Regions from separate parts of the Anas platyrhynchos genome. Here region 1 is linked to region 2. The links are chromatin contacts, called in public Hi-C maps. All regions are on one chromosome and are shown on one strand. The core of a region is the stretch at or near the end of the contact, and the rest is flanking DNA. Distances in the headings are between cores, read along the strand shown. Region 1 holds the start of EED (embryonic ectoderm development). Region 2 holds the start of SYTL2 (synaptotagmin like 2).

What was found. A called contact is a pair of places that touch in the nucleus more often than the background predicts.
Region 1: a contact with region 2 is called in a Hi-C map of skeletal muscle, with 2.9 times the contacts expected there. The contact joins the promoter of EED here to the promoter of SYTL2 in region 2. A contact is called at or near these places in 6 of 8 Hi-C or Micro-C datasets (F1 follicle, F5 follicle, liver and 2 more).

What each region holds. Positions count from the first base shown.
Region 1 is chr1:201,457,389-201,460,484 of IASCAAS_PekinDuck_T2T, reverse strand. It overlaps EED (embryonic ectoderm development), which reads right to left and starts at 1,428. Exons shown (of 12, transcript XM_005029748.6): 1 at 1,255-1,428. The coding sequence starts at 1,377.
Region 2 is chr1:201,312,122-201,315,239 of IASCAAS_PekinDuck_T2T, reverse strand. It overlaps SYTL2 (synaptotagmin like 2), which reads left to right and starts at 1,338. Exons shown (of 19, transcript XM_072032843.1): 1 at 1,338-1,495. The region is part of intron 1 of CCDC83 (coiled-coil domain containing 83); the gene reads right to left.

The DNA.
Region 1 (3,096 bases), core at 179-2,678, 150 kb before region 2:
GACCTCTCTGGACTAGTGGGATTCAGTAACAAACCCTCGGAAACAGACTGCTTTCCCTTTTGAGACTGGCCACATCTTCAGTACCCACACAGCCCACATGCTAACCTACAACAAATGCTAACGCAAGCCCGAAATCTGGCATCATGCCTCACTCAGATTCACAAACGCATGTGTCTGCAGGGCAAACAGATGTTTGCAGGTCTGCACAACCAGCTGCCAGATGGTGATGAGCACCTAAAGAGGCTCAGCAGCAGCAGGACACAGCACCTCGGAACTGTTCCCCCACGAACAGCACTTCCACAGGGTACTGGGGACGTGGCGTAGATCCCTCACTTTCTGGATAAATGATCTAGCCAAGGGAAGGGTTGTGCAGGGATAACACCAGAGTAACTCCCCCACTTCAGCAACTGTGTGAGTGCTAAATACCTGAGATTGCTTTTTGGGTACAGAGCTATTCTGTACCAACCTAGCTCCTTCAAGTCCTGAGCACTGGATTTTAGCACAGCTTAGAACCCTAGAATCATTAAGGTTCAAAAAGACCATCAAGCTCATCAGCTCCAACCATCTGCCTACTACCAATGTCACCCACTAAACCCTGTCCTCAAGCACCACATCCAACCTTTCCTTGAACACCCCCAGGGATGGTGACACCACCACCTCCCTGGGCAACACATCCCAGTGCCTGACTGCTCTTTCTGAGAAGAAATGTCACAAAGAAAAGCTTGGAGCTCACATCCTCACCCCTCACAGCTGCCTTCTGCTGCCAGCGCCTGAGCACTATCCCCTACTCCTCCTCCACCGCGGGGCCGCACGCGTACACTTACACCAACTTTTACTCTACAACGTGGTCGTGAAGCCGAACGACACGGGGAGAAAGACCACAGGCTCTTTTTGCTGTTTCACGTGTAAAAACACAAATTAAAAGCGACATTTTAACGCAGCTCCTGAGCACCACTCGGGGCCTGAGCCCACTTTGGTCGGGGCCGGAGCCCACCGTGGGCCCCCAGTTCCCCCTCACCCACGTGGAGGCAAAGCAGGGGCGCTCCCTCAGCCCCACAGGGCTCCCCACAGCCGGGGATCCCCCTCAACAGCCCCCACAGGGGATCCCCGACCCCCTGAGGGCCCGGCCGGGGGGTCCGAGGCCGGGGCCCTGCCTCAGGAACGATCGCGGCGCTGCCCCCTCAGAGCGGGGCCGGGCCTGGCCGCGGCCCCTTCGCCTCAACCCCAGCGCTTAGTTCCCAGCTCGGAGCTCACGTTCTCGTCTCCGGACAGGTCCCCGGGGTTGCTGTTCTCGTCGCTGCTCAGCTTCTGCTTCTTGGCCGGCATCTCGGGCCCGACTCCCGCCGCCGCCGCCGGGGCTTCTCCCCGCTCAGACATCTTCCCCGCCCCCGCCGCGCTGCCGTAAAGCGCGCCCGGGGAAGGTCGGCGGGACGCTGCCGTAAAGCAGCGCCGCGCCCGGCTCCGTAGGGAAAGCCGGGGCGGGTGCCACACTGCCGTAAAAGGGCCTTTCCCGCGCGGCGCTGAGGGGATGGGGGAGTTGGTGGAGGTCGGGGTTAAATAAAGGCGGTTTTAACTGTACAGAGGCGTGCTGGTGTTTTATATTGTTGCTTGTCAGATGGTGTAAGTGGGCTGTGAGGCCCCGTGGCAAGCTTGGCTGTCTGAGTGTGTGTGTGAGTGTGTTTGTGTGTGAGGTGTTCTCCTACAGTCCCTCTGTCACACAATCCCAGAATCATCAGGGTTGGAAAAGCCCTCCAAGATCATCTGGTCCAACCAGCCCCCTACCACCAATATCACCCACTAAACCATGTCCCTAAACACCACATCCAGCTTTTCCTTGAACACCCCCAGGGATGGTGACCCCACCATCTCCCCGGGGCAACCTGTCCCAATGTCTGACTGCTCTTTCTGAGCAGAAATGTCTCCTCATTTCCAACCTGAACCTCCCCTGATGCAACTTGAGGCCATTTCCTCTGGTCCTATCACTGATTACCTATAAGCAGAGGAGCCCAGCTCCCCACACCTTATTTTCAGGCAGTTGCAGAAAGCAATGTTGTCTGCCCTGAGCCTCCTCTTCTCCAGACCAAACACCCCCAGTTCCCTCAGCCGCTCCTCACAGGACTTGTGTGCCAAGTCAGCGATCCCTCTGTCCATCCTTGTGCTGCCCTTGAGTGCCTTTTAATGTGCATGAAGCGTGTTTTTTTTTTGCTTCTTTTGCTCTCCAAAGAGCCCCACAAAGTGAGCATATGAGGCAGCTGGCAAGCCCTGGCACCTGCCTTGTCACCTCAGGCAGAGCTGAAATACAGCAATAAAATCCTGTCCAAAACCCACCCGGCCCTCTGCTCTCCAGCAAACTTCTACCACGGCTGTAGATAAAATGCTGCAGTTGCCAGATTTTAATTTATTAATCTCTAAAACTGCAGGTCCCTGAGTCATGATAATTATGAACTGTAAAAAAAATAAAAAATAAAATAAAAATTAAAAAATCACTACCAAAGGGGGAAAGTATTCTGCCCACAGGCACAAAGTCTTATCTGCTTTTCTTGTGTGGGCAGAAACAAGTCTTTCCTCCCTGGGGGAGACATTCCAGTCTCGCAAAGTGGTTTCTTGGAGGGCAGTGACAGAGGTGAGCCTGCCTTATCTAAACTTTAATCTGGCATAAACTTCAGAGATAAGAAGGAAGAGAGGAAGCTTAAACTGATGTGTATGCTATGCTGTTTTTAGCAATAGCCTCTCTTTTCTGCTGCAGAACCGTAGGCTCTGCCGAAGCAGTGCATAATATATAGCAAAAGGTTGTAGATCGCAACTAATAAAAGCTCTGGGAGCTCACAACTGCTCAGATTTGTGCTCCAAGATCAAGGTTGTGATAAAAGTGGTTTATACCTTTGTGGGGACATATACGAAGAATGAGCAGACTTGAGATGCCAATCTAAAAATATCCTGCCATAATTTAAAAAAAAAAAAAACGAATATGACAGGATATTTTTAGATTGGCATCTTAATTAAGACTAAATCACGACTGTGCTGCAGACCTGTGGAAAAAAGACACTAAGTTTTCAGCAGTGGAGGGTTTCAGCTTCTCACCATGGGTGCCCTTGA
Region 2 (3,118 bases), core at 89-2,588:
AGAGGGGTAAAAAAAGATATTCAACACAATAGACAAATGCATTACACGTACCGAGAATGTCAAAAGGGCCCCCACTTCTAGTGAATGTACCAAGCTGTGTTTCTCGATGTGTGCAGAGCTGGAGTTCAGCGTGGGTTTGAAGAAATGCAGCTTAGTACACTGCATTTATCTAAATAAACAGGGTGTGTGGTTAAGAGGCACTTGAATGGAGATTATTAGAGGGAGTAACTGAGTTTTAAGCTTTCACAAGGTCTCCAGTTCACTCTGATCCATGTGAACTGAAAGGAAGCCCCATTTAAAATCCAGGGTATTATCAGATAATGCATAAAGCATGCTCTATTCCCTATTTTTGTTGACAGAAAGCCCCACATAAAACAGCTGAAATTGAAAATACATGTAATTTACTGACTTGTGATAAAAATGCTGCCTTTTTTTTTTTTTTTTCTAATAAGCATTAAATTTTTTCACCATACCTAACTTAGAGTAGCAGGTGAAATTCAAGGCTTTATGATGACTAGGAACACAGTGTTGATTACGGAGGATTTGGGGAGTGAATCGATGCAAACTGTGGCCGCAAGAGGGAAGTCATTGAAAAGTGGGGTCCTGTGAGCATGGCCAGAGCACACCCTGAGCAACCTTGCAGGCTTGGCAGTCCAGGCTCTACTTTCAGCACTCCAGGGACTGAAATTTTCCAGGTGTCCCCAAACAGGATTAAAAATATAAAACAAATGGCTTGGGAAGATCGTATGTAAGGCAAAAGCAGCACCTCGAGGGCTGTCTGAAAGACAGGGAGTTGGTGCTGTCGGCCTGATCCCAGAGGGACTCCAGCTTCATCTTGGCACTTCGATAGCCAAACAAGGCTCAGTTCAGAGGAAAAGTCCTGCTGGATCATCCTACCAAATGGTGGCGTGTGTATTTTGTGCCACCAATTAAACAGAAAACCACTTAGAGTGGCTTCCTGGACAAACAGATGACTGAAACCTTCATTATCGCTGCATATATCTACTGCAAACAGGCGTATCTTGTCGCCTCTCAGCTTACCCACTACCAGATAAAGTGAAATGCAGATCATTTTCCCTCCAGGCAGCCAGTCGAGCCAAACTCGATGTGATTTGTGTGGACTCGATGAGAAATACCCTCTTTCCAGCTGCACAGCCACAACCCTCAGCAGTGCCCTCTCAAACCCACTCCCAAAACTCCTTCCCACCTCCTGCACCCGGCGCAGTCCCCGCACCCAGAACACCCTCCCCACACCCGTGACGGTTTCCCCACAGCCCTGACACCCTCCCCGCTTCCTCCAGCCGCCCTTGCGGTGCCCACAGGTGCCCCAAAGCCGAGCCCAGCCCCGTGAGGGCGGGCCGGAGCCGGCGGAGCCGCCCTGCTCTGAGGGGACTCGGCGCCGCCATTGGCGCGGCGGCTGCCGGCCGGGGCTGCCTCGCCTCTCGCCGCCGCCTCCCTCACCTCAGACAAGCGGGGAAAGCAGCTGCTGGCAGGGGTGAGGGAAACCGGGCAGCTCCTAACCGGAGAGCTTGGGGTAAACTACGGGAAAAAGGCGCTGGGGTGCCCCGTTGGGGCTGCCCGGAGGGATTTTGTGGGCGCCCGGTGGGGTCCGGAGTCAGAGCTTTGCCTGAGGGGTTTGGGTGGCGAGGGTTGTGGCTGAGGGCCGGTGTGGAGAAGGGAAACCTTGTCCCTGTGTGCTGAGACCTCCTTGTGGCCGTGGGCGGTGAGTAACTGTGCCAACTTCCCCGGACCTAGCTCTGTAGGAGCCCGCTTTCCTAAATAGAGGGCTTTCTTCGCTCAGAGAGGGCTCTCAGGTCCTCCTGGAGGGATGCTAGTGGCCTCTGTGGAAATAATAAACTCTTTCCCTTTGAAACAGTTCATTGCATCTTGTCCCTCTCTAGAGGGACTTGCAGGGATTGACCTGGCCCTAAAATCTGAGGCACTCGGTTCCGTGAGTAGAAGGATCTTGGTTATGGATCTCTTTTATAGGATCATCGCAGCAGGATGAAGGTCGCGTAAATCTGGGGGCAGATCGTCAAATACCCTTGTGATTATTTCTGAGCTTTCTCAGAGCTGTAAGGAGAGGAGATTTAAAACTGTGAAGTGATGAATATCCAGCGCTCTGGAACTGTTGCCCTGTATTTAAAGCTGGTAATTACAGGTCTCGATGGTTTTAGTTGCTGAGGTCAATGTAAGGTGCTTGAAAGCTCTTTGACAGGAGGCGCTGGAATCAAAGTGAGAATTTTGTGATTTTCATTAATTACCATCTTTTTTGCTTAATGTCTTACGCACCTTGCTTCCTCCCTGGAAGAAAAGGGTGTGAGCTCATCTGCTTTTGACATAGTTCATATTATTTTGGGAAGTAAGGCTTACCTTGATTTTGCTGGCATCTTATTCATTTTGCAGGCTTGTTCTGGTTCTATCAGACCTATCTCCTCTCTGTTCTGCAGGTCTGTTTTGCTCTCACCACACATCTTTCCTGCTTGCTCTACATCCTTTGCTCTTATCTTGCAAATTCTATTTGAACATATTTTCCTGTGCACTTCTTGGGCAAATATATCCCAAATCCCTGTTCCTCTGTTTGCAGTTACGTGCTTTTGTATATTTATGCATACCTGTGTTATAAAATACTGCTAGTGGTGTTACAGTGTTATAAGATGCATGTATGATGTTACCCATTACCATGTTTTAATGTGCTTATGTTTGGGTTTAAAGCAAGGCAACGCTAAGGCATCTTGCTTAGTCTGCTTCTTCTTTATGGGTGCATCAGGCCTCTGCTTTGGCTACACAGCATGTCTTGGAATTTTCCAAACCTGGCATTGGACCAGTCCCATGTGAAGGAAACTTACTTCCTCTTGCAGCCCAGAATAATGTAGCATCGGTTTCGCTGTCAGGCTTTTAAAATTCAGTGAAACAGATCATCATTATTTACCAACGCTGATGAAGACCAAAATAAATGACACTCCTTTTCCTTCAAAGATGAATGACAGGAACGTGAATTTGTCTCTTTGCTGAAGTACTAGGTAGGGACCATGAACAGTTACATTTTCTGGAATAAGCTCTTATTCTGCAGGCAGCACTTGCTGGATTCCCAGGTGGAAGAACTGCTCCAGTTTAG